2 separate regions of the Sus scrofa genome follow, and region 2 is linked to region 1. Evidence: chromatin contacts called from public Hi-C data. All regions are on one chromosome and are shown on one strand. Each heading gives the region's core, a stretch centred on a gene start, on an enhancer-like site or on the middle of the called end of the contact. The rest is flanking DNA. Distances are from core to core; before and after follow the strand shown. Region 1 holds the start of KIF12 (kinesin-like protein KIF12). Region 2 holds the start of COL27A1 (collagen alpha-1(XXVII) chain).

Evidence for each region. Hi-C and Micro-C count contacts between places; a contact is called where the count stands out from the background.
Region 2: a contact with region 1 is called in a Hi-C map of fetal skeletal muscle, with 3 times the contacts expected there. The contact joins the promoter of COL27A1 here to the promoter of KIF12 in region 1. A contact is called at or near these places in 2 of 5 promoter capture datasets (fetal skeletal muscle and liver), 20 of 47 Hi-C or Micro-C datasets (alveolar macrophages, brain, embryonic fibroblasts and 12 more) and 1 of 2 datasets of contacts at active chromatin or transcription factors (skeletal muscle).

Annotation. Positions count from the first base shown.
Region 1 is chr1:254,718,740-254,723,106 of Sscrofa11.1, reverse strand. KIF12 (kinesin-like protein KIF12) reads left to right here and starts at 2,548. Exons shown (of 19, transcript XM_021067853.1): 1 at 2,548-3,419; 2 at 3,711-3,776; 3 at 3,875-3,953; 4 at 4,084-4,211; 5 at 4,315-4,367. The coding sequence starts at 3,885. LOC106509240 (a long non-coding RNA gene) reads left to right here. Exons shown (of 4, transcript XR_002337367.1): 4 at 245-1,562.
Region 2 is chr1:254,766,060-254,770,554 of Sscrofa11.1, reverse strand. It overlaps COL27A1 (collagen alpha-1(XXVII) chain), which reads right to left and starts at 1,979. Exons shown (of 61, transcript XM_021067868.1): 1 at 1,909-1,979. The coding sequence starts at 1,964.

The sequences.
Region 1 (4,367 bases), core at 1,299-3,798:
GGCACCAGGCTGGCCAGCCCCTGCCCAGTGCACAAGCTCAGGAGAAAACATATAGAAAGAAGGTGCCCGTGCTGGACAAAGCCTCCTTTGTGATGAGCCCTGGGGCCATGGTGGCACGATGCTCTGCTGCCCTCTAGTGAGGCCTGGAGATGCGCCCCTGCAGGGTCCGGGCAGCTACTGAGATGCTGCTGAGATGCTCTGGGCTTCCCTATAGGTCTTCTCTCTATCCCTCCCTCATCCACAGGGGTCCCACGGCTCCCGAGGAAAAGGAGCAGCCTCTGGGTAGAGGACAGGCTCAAAACAGGGTAAAGAGGGGCAGGGGACATGGAGGCACCCAGTCCCATCTGCGGGAACAGGCAGCATCATGGCCCAGGAGGAGCTTGGAAGGGCCCAGGTACTGAATTTTCTAAGTGAATAAACACAGGCTACACACAATGGTAACAGTGACGATGATGGTGGACACAGTGGGTGCTGTGACTATACGATTACGGGCACTGCTGGTTATGTAGGTATCGGTGGTGATGGTGGGAGTTTTGGTGATGATGGTGATGGGGTTATGGTGATGGTGGCGGTAATGATGATGATGATGGAGGTTGTGGCTAATATGACTATAAAGCTGGGAAGAACATTCTCGTGTGCGTCTATAGGTGGGAGTGTGCATTCGTTTCTATTGGGCACAGACCCAGGAGTGGAATTGCCAGGGCACAGGACAGGCACACGTCTAGTGTTAGTAGATGGTGCCAAACAGCTTTCCAAAAAAAAAAAAAAAAAAAAGGTTGTATTTACATGTAATGTATGAGTTCCAGATGCTCCACATCCCCATAGATACTCAAGCAGTGTCCATTCGGTTTGCTAATGTAGCTCAGGTGCCTAGAAGCCTGGCATACCGAGGAGACAATAAAAATTGGCTGAATGAATGCTCAGTTTAAGGGAGGCGGATGTTCGCAGTCACCACGAGAGGATAGAACCAGACCTCTGCTCCTGCTTGTGCACATCCAGTGAGGGACACAGTCTGATCCCGGGGGTGCGGGGGAGCCTGGTGCAAAAGTCCCTACCGAACAGCTCCTCATACCCCAATGTGCATACGTCCTCTGTCTTGGCACGTTTCTCAAAATCCCTTCAGCAGGGCAATCTGTTCAAACCAACCCCCACTACGATGTGAGGGATCCATAGCCTTTAACTCTCTTCAGGGCATTTAAAGGAGCAGCGTGTTCACTTACTGGGTTTACAACTGAAAAACACACCCTGAAGCAGACAGCACAGGACTTAGGGTTCCTGGTTCTAGGTTGACTTGGTTTGGCCATTTACAGCTGCTTTCTCCTTAGACAGCCTCCCCTGCCTACCTCTATTTTTGTTTGCTTTTTTTTTTTTTTTTTTTTTTTAAATTTGAAAGACAGGAACGGTAATTCTTGTCCTATCCACCTCAAGGATTCAAAACACATAACAGATTAAGGAACTTCAGAGTTGAAAAGAATCTTAGAGATCACTTAGGGACTTTTATTTATTTTTAAAAAAATTTTTAGGGCCGAATCCATGGCATATGGCAGTTCCCAGGCTAGGGGTCAAATCAGAGCAGCAGCTGCAGTCCTACACCACAGCCACAACACGGGATCCAGGCCACATGTGCAATACACCCCGCTGCTTGTGGCAACGCTGGATCCTTAACCCACTGAGAGTGGCCAGGGATTGAATCTACATCCTCATGGATACTAGTCAGGTTCTTAACCTGCTGAGCCATGATGGGAACCCTATTTTTGCTTTTAAGTAATTCTTTACAATATACGAATCATGTTCAATTACACTGTTTCACTGAAATGACAGAACTATATAACACCAGGGCAGGATCATGCATCTCTTTTCATGGGAAGGAAACAGGCTAAGACTTGTGCAGGGCTCTGTAGTATGCTGCTGGCAGAGCCAGAGACAGGGCCTCTTTGCTCTACCTACCTCTCCCTACAGATTCATCTAGAAAGCCCTATCAAACCAAAATGTCAAGTGGCTCTTGCTTGCATGCCTCCAGTGTATGCGCATCGCACTGCCACCCATGATAAATCATTTGCTAGTTTGGTGGCTCTGATAGCTGGCTGTCATTTGTGGTGGTCTAGAGCGTATTACATCGGGGGGGGGGATGATTGTTAGCGCTTTCATCTTAATGTGTTTGAGGGAAGAGGACTTTATAGAAGTATTCAGAGAATATGCAGAAATAGTCAGGATGACAATAAAAAAATAACAATTACTACCTACTGATGGTGTCACTTCCCTATTGGTAACCCTTTGATGGCTTCCTGATTTTCTGAGGAATGAGTCCAGAATTCTGTTTGTTTTTTGTTTTTTGTTTTTTTGTCTTTTTGCTTTTTCAAGGGCTGCTCCCACGGCATATGGAGGTTTCCAGGTTAGGGGTCTAATTGGAGCTGTAGCTGCCGGCCTACGCCACAGCCACAGCAATGCAGGATCTGAGCTGCGTCTGCAACCTACACCACAGCTCATGGCAATGCCAGATCCTTAGCCCACTGAGCCAGGCCAGGGATTGAACCCGCAACCTCACGGTTCCTAGTTGGATTCGTTAACCACTGAGCCACGACGGGAACTCCTGAGTCCAGAATTCTTTATGTGCCTTTCATGAGCTGAGTCCAACCTCAAACTACCTCTCAAGGCCACACACATCTCCACACCTCTCCCCGGCCTTCCTGCAGGATGCTCCTTCTGCCTGGAACACACTCACGCACCACTCTCACCTCCTACAAGCCTCTGAATTCACACACCGCCCCCCAAGCCCATGCACACTAGGTTGTACTTACCTGTCTCCCTAGCAAGACTATGAGCTTGAAAGGGTCAGAATCTGCATGTGATTCTCCTCCCTGGGGCCCTGCATGGGGACTGGCATTGAACCGGTGACTGCCCTGCCCCAGCAAATGCACAGACATCACTGCTGCTCTCATCAGCCAGAGCAGGGGAGGGTTAAACAACCACCCTGGCCTTGGTTCAGCTGCGGCATTGGTGAGGCAGGTGGCCCAGGGTTTAACCAGATGCTGCAGAGCCTGTTGGCAGCTCAGCTCATGAATTCAACCCAGCCACATCTTCCTGGAGCTGAGACCTGGGCCCCTCCCACCGTTCTAGACCCCTGTGCCCTCCCTGGGCTCTGAGTTGGAAGAAGCTGGAACAGCTGGGGAGGATTAGGTTGGGGAGGAAGATTGCAAAACTGGAGGAGGAGCATGTGGTCAGAGTGGGAAGAGCCTGGTCCACGTTCTGCCCAGACTTGCCCTGTGGCCTTGGCTGAGTCCTTCCCATCCCAGCCTCAGTATCCCCATCTGTGCAGAGGCTAGTCTAGGTGGTCCCTCCGGAAGGGACTGGCGAAGGACAAAGTGATCCTCGGCCCCAGAACCTCCTAGCTACAGACTCTCTCCACCACAGAGGTGGAGGTGTGTAAATCTTTAACTAGCTAGCCCTGGGCAGGCTCAAGCCTTTCCGGATGGATGGCTGCCTGGGACGTGGGGGATGAGGGTGGGGGATGTAAGGTGTGTAGAGCCAGTCCCAGTGTGGTGGAGAAGGGAGGGTATTGGGGAGGAGAAGGAAGGAGACTCGGGCGGAGCTAACTCTGTGTGCGAAGCAGGACATGGAGGAACGCGGATCCCCGGACGGGTAAGTACAGATTTAGGGAGGTTCGAGGAGCCGCTGGCGCAGGGATGGTTAACTCACAGTTGCTGCCATAGAGACCCCGCGCGGAACCTGGAGCAGGGGCCAGAGGGGCCTGAAACGCCTATCCAAGTGGTGCTAAGGTGGGTACAAGTTGGCGAGGAGGGGTCGGAGCGAGGAAGGGACTGATGGAGACTTCAGAGTGGACCATCCGTCCCCTCCGCGCCCCGTCGGACCACAGGGTGCGTCCCATGAGCGCGGCGGAGCTGCGTCGAGGGGAACAGAGCGCGCTGCACTGCTCAGGGACTCGGACTCTGCAGGTGAAGACCCCACCCGCTCCCCAAAAAACACCTACCCGGAAGACGTCAGGTCGCTGCCTCCCGGCAAATTTCCCCCAGGCTCCGCCCTCCCCAGAGTCCCCCGCTCCTTCTCCACCGCCCCCTTCCCCAGGTAAGTCCCCCAGGCGGGGGCCCCGACGTGGCGTTCCGCTTCGGCGCCGTGCTGGACGGGACGCGCACGCAAGAAGACGTGTTCCGGGCGAGCGGCGTGCGGCGCCTGGGCGAGCTGGCGCTGCGCGGGTGAGTGAGGCCCGGTGACGCCACGCCCCTCTCGCACGACCCCGCCCCAGGCCCCACCCCCTTGGGGCGCCGCCGGGTTAAGCCACACCCCTGCCGCCCCCAGCTTCTCCTGCACCGTCTTCACCTTCGGTCAGACCGGCTCCGGGAAGACCTACA
Region 2 (4,495 bases), core at 730-3,229, 48 kb before region 1:
AGGGCAGGGCGGGCAGCGCTCGCCAACCCTCGCCGGGCCGGGGGCGCTGCCCGCGTTAACCCTTGGCTGCCCGCCTCGCCGGGGCGCAGGAAGGGGCAGGAAGCAGACGTTCCGCTGTAAGCGTCCCGCGCGGCGGGGAACCCCAGCCCGCCCCGAGGTTGGAGCGGCAGGAAGCTGAGGAGGGGGCGTCCCCGAGCCAGTACTCACCCCCCGCGCGCCGCCGCCGCTGTGCTTCGGGCCCCCCGCGCCGATCCCGCTCCCATGGCGGGCCCCTACTTCATGCTCCCGAGCCCGGGGGGCAAGTGTGGGCGCGCCCCATGGGGCCGCCAGCCCCCCGCCCCGCCGCGCCAGGCCGGCTCAGAGCGCGCGGCCCCCGCTCCCCCAGCGCAGCCCCGCTCCCAGGGGCGCCCGAGCAGGCAGGCAGCGCGGCCGGGGCCCCGCGGGCGCCCGCGCCAGGCCCATGGTCCCAGGAGTCCCGGCGCCGCGCTCGCCCGTGCCTCGCTCTTTTCTGCTTCCACCGAAAAGGAAGAAGAAGCAGGGGGGAAAAAAAAAAAGATGATCAAACTTTTGGAGGCGGGCTGCTAGCGGTCCCCGGAGGCAGAGCAAGGCCGGGCGAGGGCGCGCGGAGGGCGGTGGAAGCTGCCTCCCCGCCGGCCTGGGGGAGGAGAGGAAAAGGAAGGATTTGGGGGAAATGAAGGCGATTTAAAGTCTCGGCCCGCGGTGGCTCTCCACCTTCTCTCCTCCCCGCGCCGGGCCGCCCTCTGCTGCCCCCTGCTGCCCCCTGCTGGCCGCAGCCAGGGACACAGCCTCCGCGGGCCCACCACGGTCCCGCTCAAACACCCCCAACCCCCAATCCCTCTGTAAAGATGGGGAAACTGAGATTCACATAGAGGAAAAAGTTGGCCAAGACTGCACAACGGGAATGGTCACAAGTCGGAGATGTGGGACCTCTAGTTTGTAAGACAGGGAGTCTTCACGTTGGGGGCAAAGAAGAGGGGAAAAGGGAACGGATATCACTGCTGAAAGGAACCTGGAGTTCCAGGCAAAGATCTGGGACTAGCACTCAGTGTCCAGACTCCCACGAAAACGACAACCAGTGTCCTACCTTCCCCCCCCCCCGCCTCCCCCCCCCATTTTCCTCCTGGATTCAGAGCTCCCTGAAGAACACTTTTCTGGGCAGGCAGTGGGTGGGCTTATGAAATGCTGGTTACCTTCCTCTCTCTTCCCTCTCCAGGCGGTAAGAAATGGGAGCTTAACCTCCCCGCCAGAGAGCAGACCAAAGGCTCCCTCAGATCCCACTGGGGAGCGCCTAACTGCACACCTTGACGCCGCTGAAAACACCAGGCAAATTCTCACACTCACAACCCCAGTCCGAGCCTGGCATTAGAAACCCTCCTACCCCCACCCCGCGCGCCTCCATCTCCACGACTTGTTCACTGGTGCATACACCCATTCCCACACACGCCTCCACTTGCCCCAAACTCAGACACAGACTCACTCACACACAGGCGCAGTCCGGCACTCCTCCTGGGCTCACGCAAACACGCTCTGGGGTGTCTGGACTTGAGAGCAAACACCCGGACTCCACACACGCAGACGCATGCACGTTAGTGCTTACACGCACACAAATGCACACTAGCGTAGCCTAGCCAGATCCCCCCCAAGGTTACACACCCGCGTGCACACCTCTCATACACACCTTCACGTGCACACACACACACACACCCCATGTAACACCCCAAGTGCCCATACTCAGGAGCGCAAACCCCCACTGGCACTCCGCTAGTGCCCACTGCACAGGGGCACAAACGAATTCACTCCTCGCACGTGCACCTCCTCCCCACACGCGCACACTTTTACGCACACACACCCGTACACCCAGCGCTCCAGGAGCCCCGGGGCACTTACTGGGTCCCTAGGTGCGAGGCTGGACGGTCGGTCCTTCCTCGGGCGCCTAACGGCATTTGTATTCATGGGTCCCCGCAGCCCCGGGCGCGGGCGCGGGGGCGGGGGTGCGGGGTCCCCTTCCCTAAACTGGGCGCGGGCGCTCGCAGCGCAGCGGCACCGGGAGGGGCATGGGCGCGCCAGGCTGCGCCACCCGCCGGGTCCGCCTGCGCTCGAACTTCAGCCGCTCTACGTCCTTGGGCTCCAGCACGGGCTCCAGGCGCTGGGGGCGGTTCATAGGTGCAGGGCCCGCGGCGCCCGCGGGGCCTTTTGAAGTCTCCGCTGGGGGCGGGGAGGGGGCGCTGAAGGCGGCCTTTTAAACCGTGGCTGCACGCGGGCTCGGTGGAGCAAGGTGTCTGGTTTCAGCAAACTTTAGGAAAAGTCCCAAGCCGAAGGGGGAGGGTGGGGGCGGCGGGCGAGCCAAGCAAGCTCGAAAAAGAAGCTGCATAGTTGTAGACTTCTTCCTGCAGGGGGCAGCGCATCCGTGGCTGCCTGGAGGGAGGCCCAGCGTGGTGCTGGGGAGCCCGCAGGCGGCTGGCCGGCGCGTGGACCCACTCCCCACCCCCGCACGCCCACGTTGAACCCGAGCTCTTAACCTCCACCTGGCCGAGCACCAGGAGTGCAGGAACACCCGAAGCTCTGCACAAATTGTGCCTGTTTGTGCATTCTTCTGGGGGACAGAGGGCCCTGGTTCTCCTCAGGTTTTCAGACGTCCACGGCTCTTGAAGGTTGAAAACTCCCAGCCCAATAACCGTTGCTGTATTTTGAGCTGCATCCTTTGGGCTGGAGGGACCCTACCTTTATTTACATTTTTGGTATTAAGTTCATACTGGATGTTTGGGCATGTATTTTGACATTTTAAAAGTATGGCTTTAAAATATTACGTGTCTGGATAACTTAGGGGTTTTTGGCACACGCCTTACTTAGATGTAAATCTCCATTACTGAGGTTTTTTGACCTTCCTAGTGTTTTGCAATCCAGATGCTTCCCCTGAGGCCCTGGGTGGCACTGCGCAAAGCACCCCTGTTTAAGGGAGGCCTGTTATCCCCCCTTACAGGTGAGAAAGCTAAGATTCTGAAACGTTATGTAACCTTCCTGAGATCACTAAGCTGTTAGTGATAGAGGTGGGATCGGGACCCAGGTAGTCTGATTCCTGTCTTCAGCAGCTGAGCTTTAAATCTTAGCCTCTCAAGTGCTCTGAGCAGATCCTTGCCAGCCTCTCAGCTACATGATCTGCTCAGTGAGCTCTGCTCTCTCTGATGCCTGGACCCAGGCTCCGGCCAAGCTGGCCTGTGTCAAGGTCTTGTCCATGCTGTCTCCTCCCAGGTTCTTTTCTCCCCCCAGCCTCCTTTCTGCCTGTTCACAGACTCTCTTTCCTTCTAAGTACAGCTCAAAGCTCTGCCCTACAGCCGTGTTGTCGCACAGGTCACACAGTGCTGTCGAGGTCAGATCTAGCTGTGTCCCCACACCCAGCATGGAGCCTGGGATACAACAGATGCTCAAATCATTAATAATTTAAATGAGGATTTCCCTTCCTGGCTCAGCGGTTAACAAGCCCGGCTAGGATCCATGAGGATGCGGGCTCGATTCCTGGCCTCACTCAGTGGGTTAAGGATCCTGCGTGGCTGCGAGCTGTGGTGTAGGTGGCAGACGTGGCTCGGATCGCACGTTGCTGTGGCTGTGGTGTAGACCGGCAGCTGTAGCTCTGATTCCACCCCTAGCCTGGGAACTTCCATATGCCATGGGTATGGGCCTAAAAAGCAAACATGATGATAATAATAATAATAATAATTTAAATAAATTTCTTTAACTCCTACAGTGTGTAAACCCCTGAGCAAAGCTGGGGGAAGCGAGTCTACCACTATGGAGTGAAGACAAAGAACTGTGCGCATGGTCCTGCTTCCTGGGCAGACACACATTTGTAATGTGGGCATTAACTTGGGACAGAGAAGGGAGCCTGGATGGGAGATATTAGACACTGCCGTGTCACAGACCATCCCCTGCAATTCCATAACACAAGAAGAATGTGATAGATGCTGCCAGAGAGATACAGATGAATTGAATTGTCAAGCTGACTAAGGGATGCAAAGAAACCAGGGAAGGCTCCTAGGAGGAGGTGGCCTTTGGCTCCCAAAGTACGTGTTGGATACACATGCAGCCACGGGGGAAGACAGCTCCAGTGGCAAAGTCACAAAAAGGCCAGACGAGTGGGAGCAGATTTCAGCAGGTTTTGAAGGAGGCGTGAGGGGACTCCAGTGGAGAAGCCATCCTGCTCTCCCTGCTGCACCGTGTGGGTGACGACATGCAACTTACTGGCCAGAAAGACATTTCCAGGCAAGAGCCTGTATTTCCTCAAAGGTCAGGCAGTAGATCAGTGGCTGAGTTCCCAGGTCTTTCCACATCTTACTCCCAAATCTGAGTGTGCAACAGTGAGCCCTGGGGAGCCATGCTTTCCTGAGAGTAGCCCAAAAGACCCATGGGAAACCACCCCCCGAAAAGCCCATAAAGATTGCGATGTCCCTTTAGAGCCTCACTCCTTTTCATCTATAAA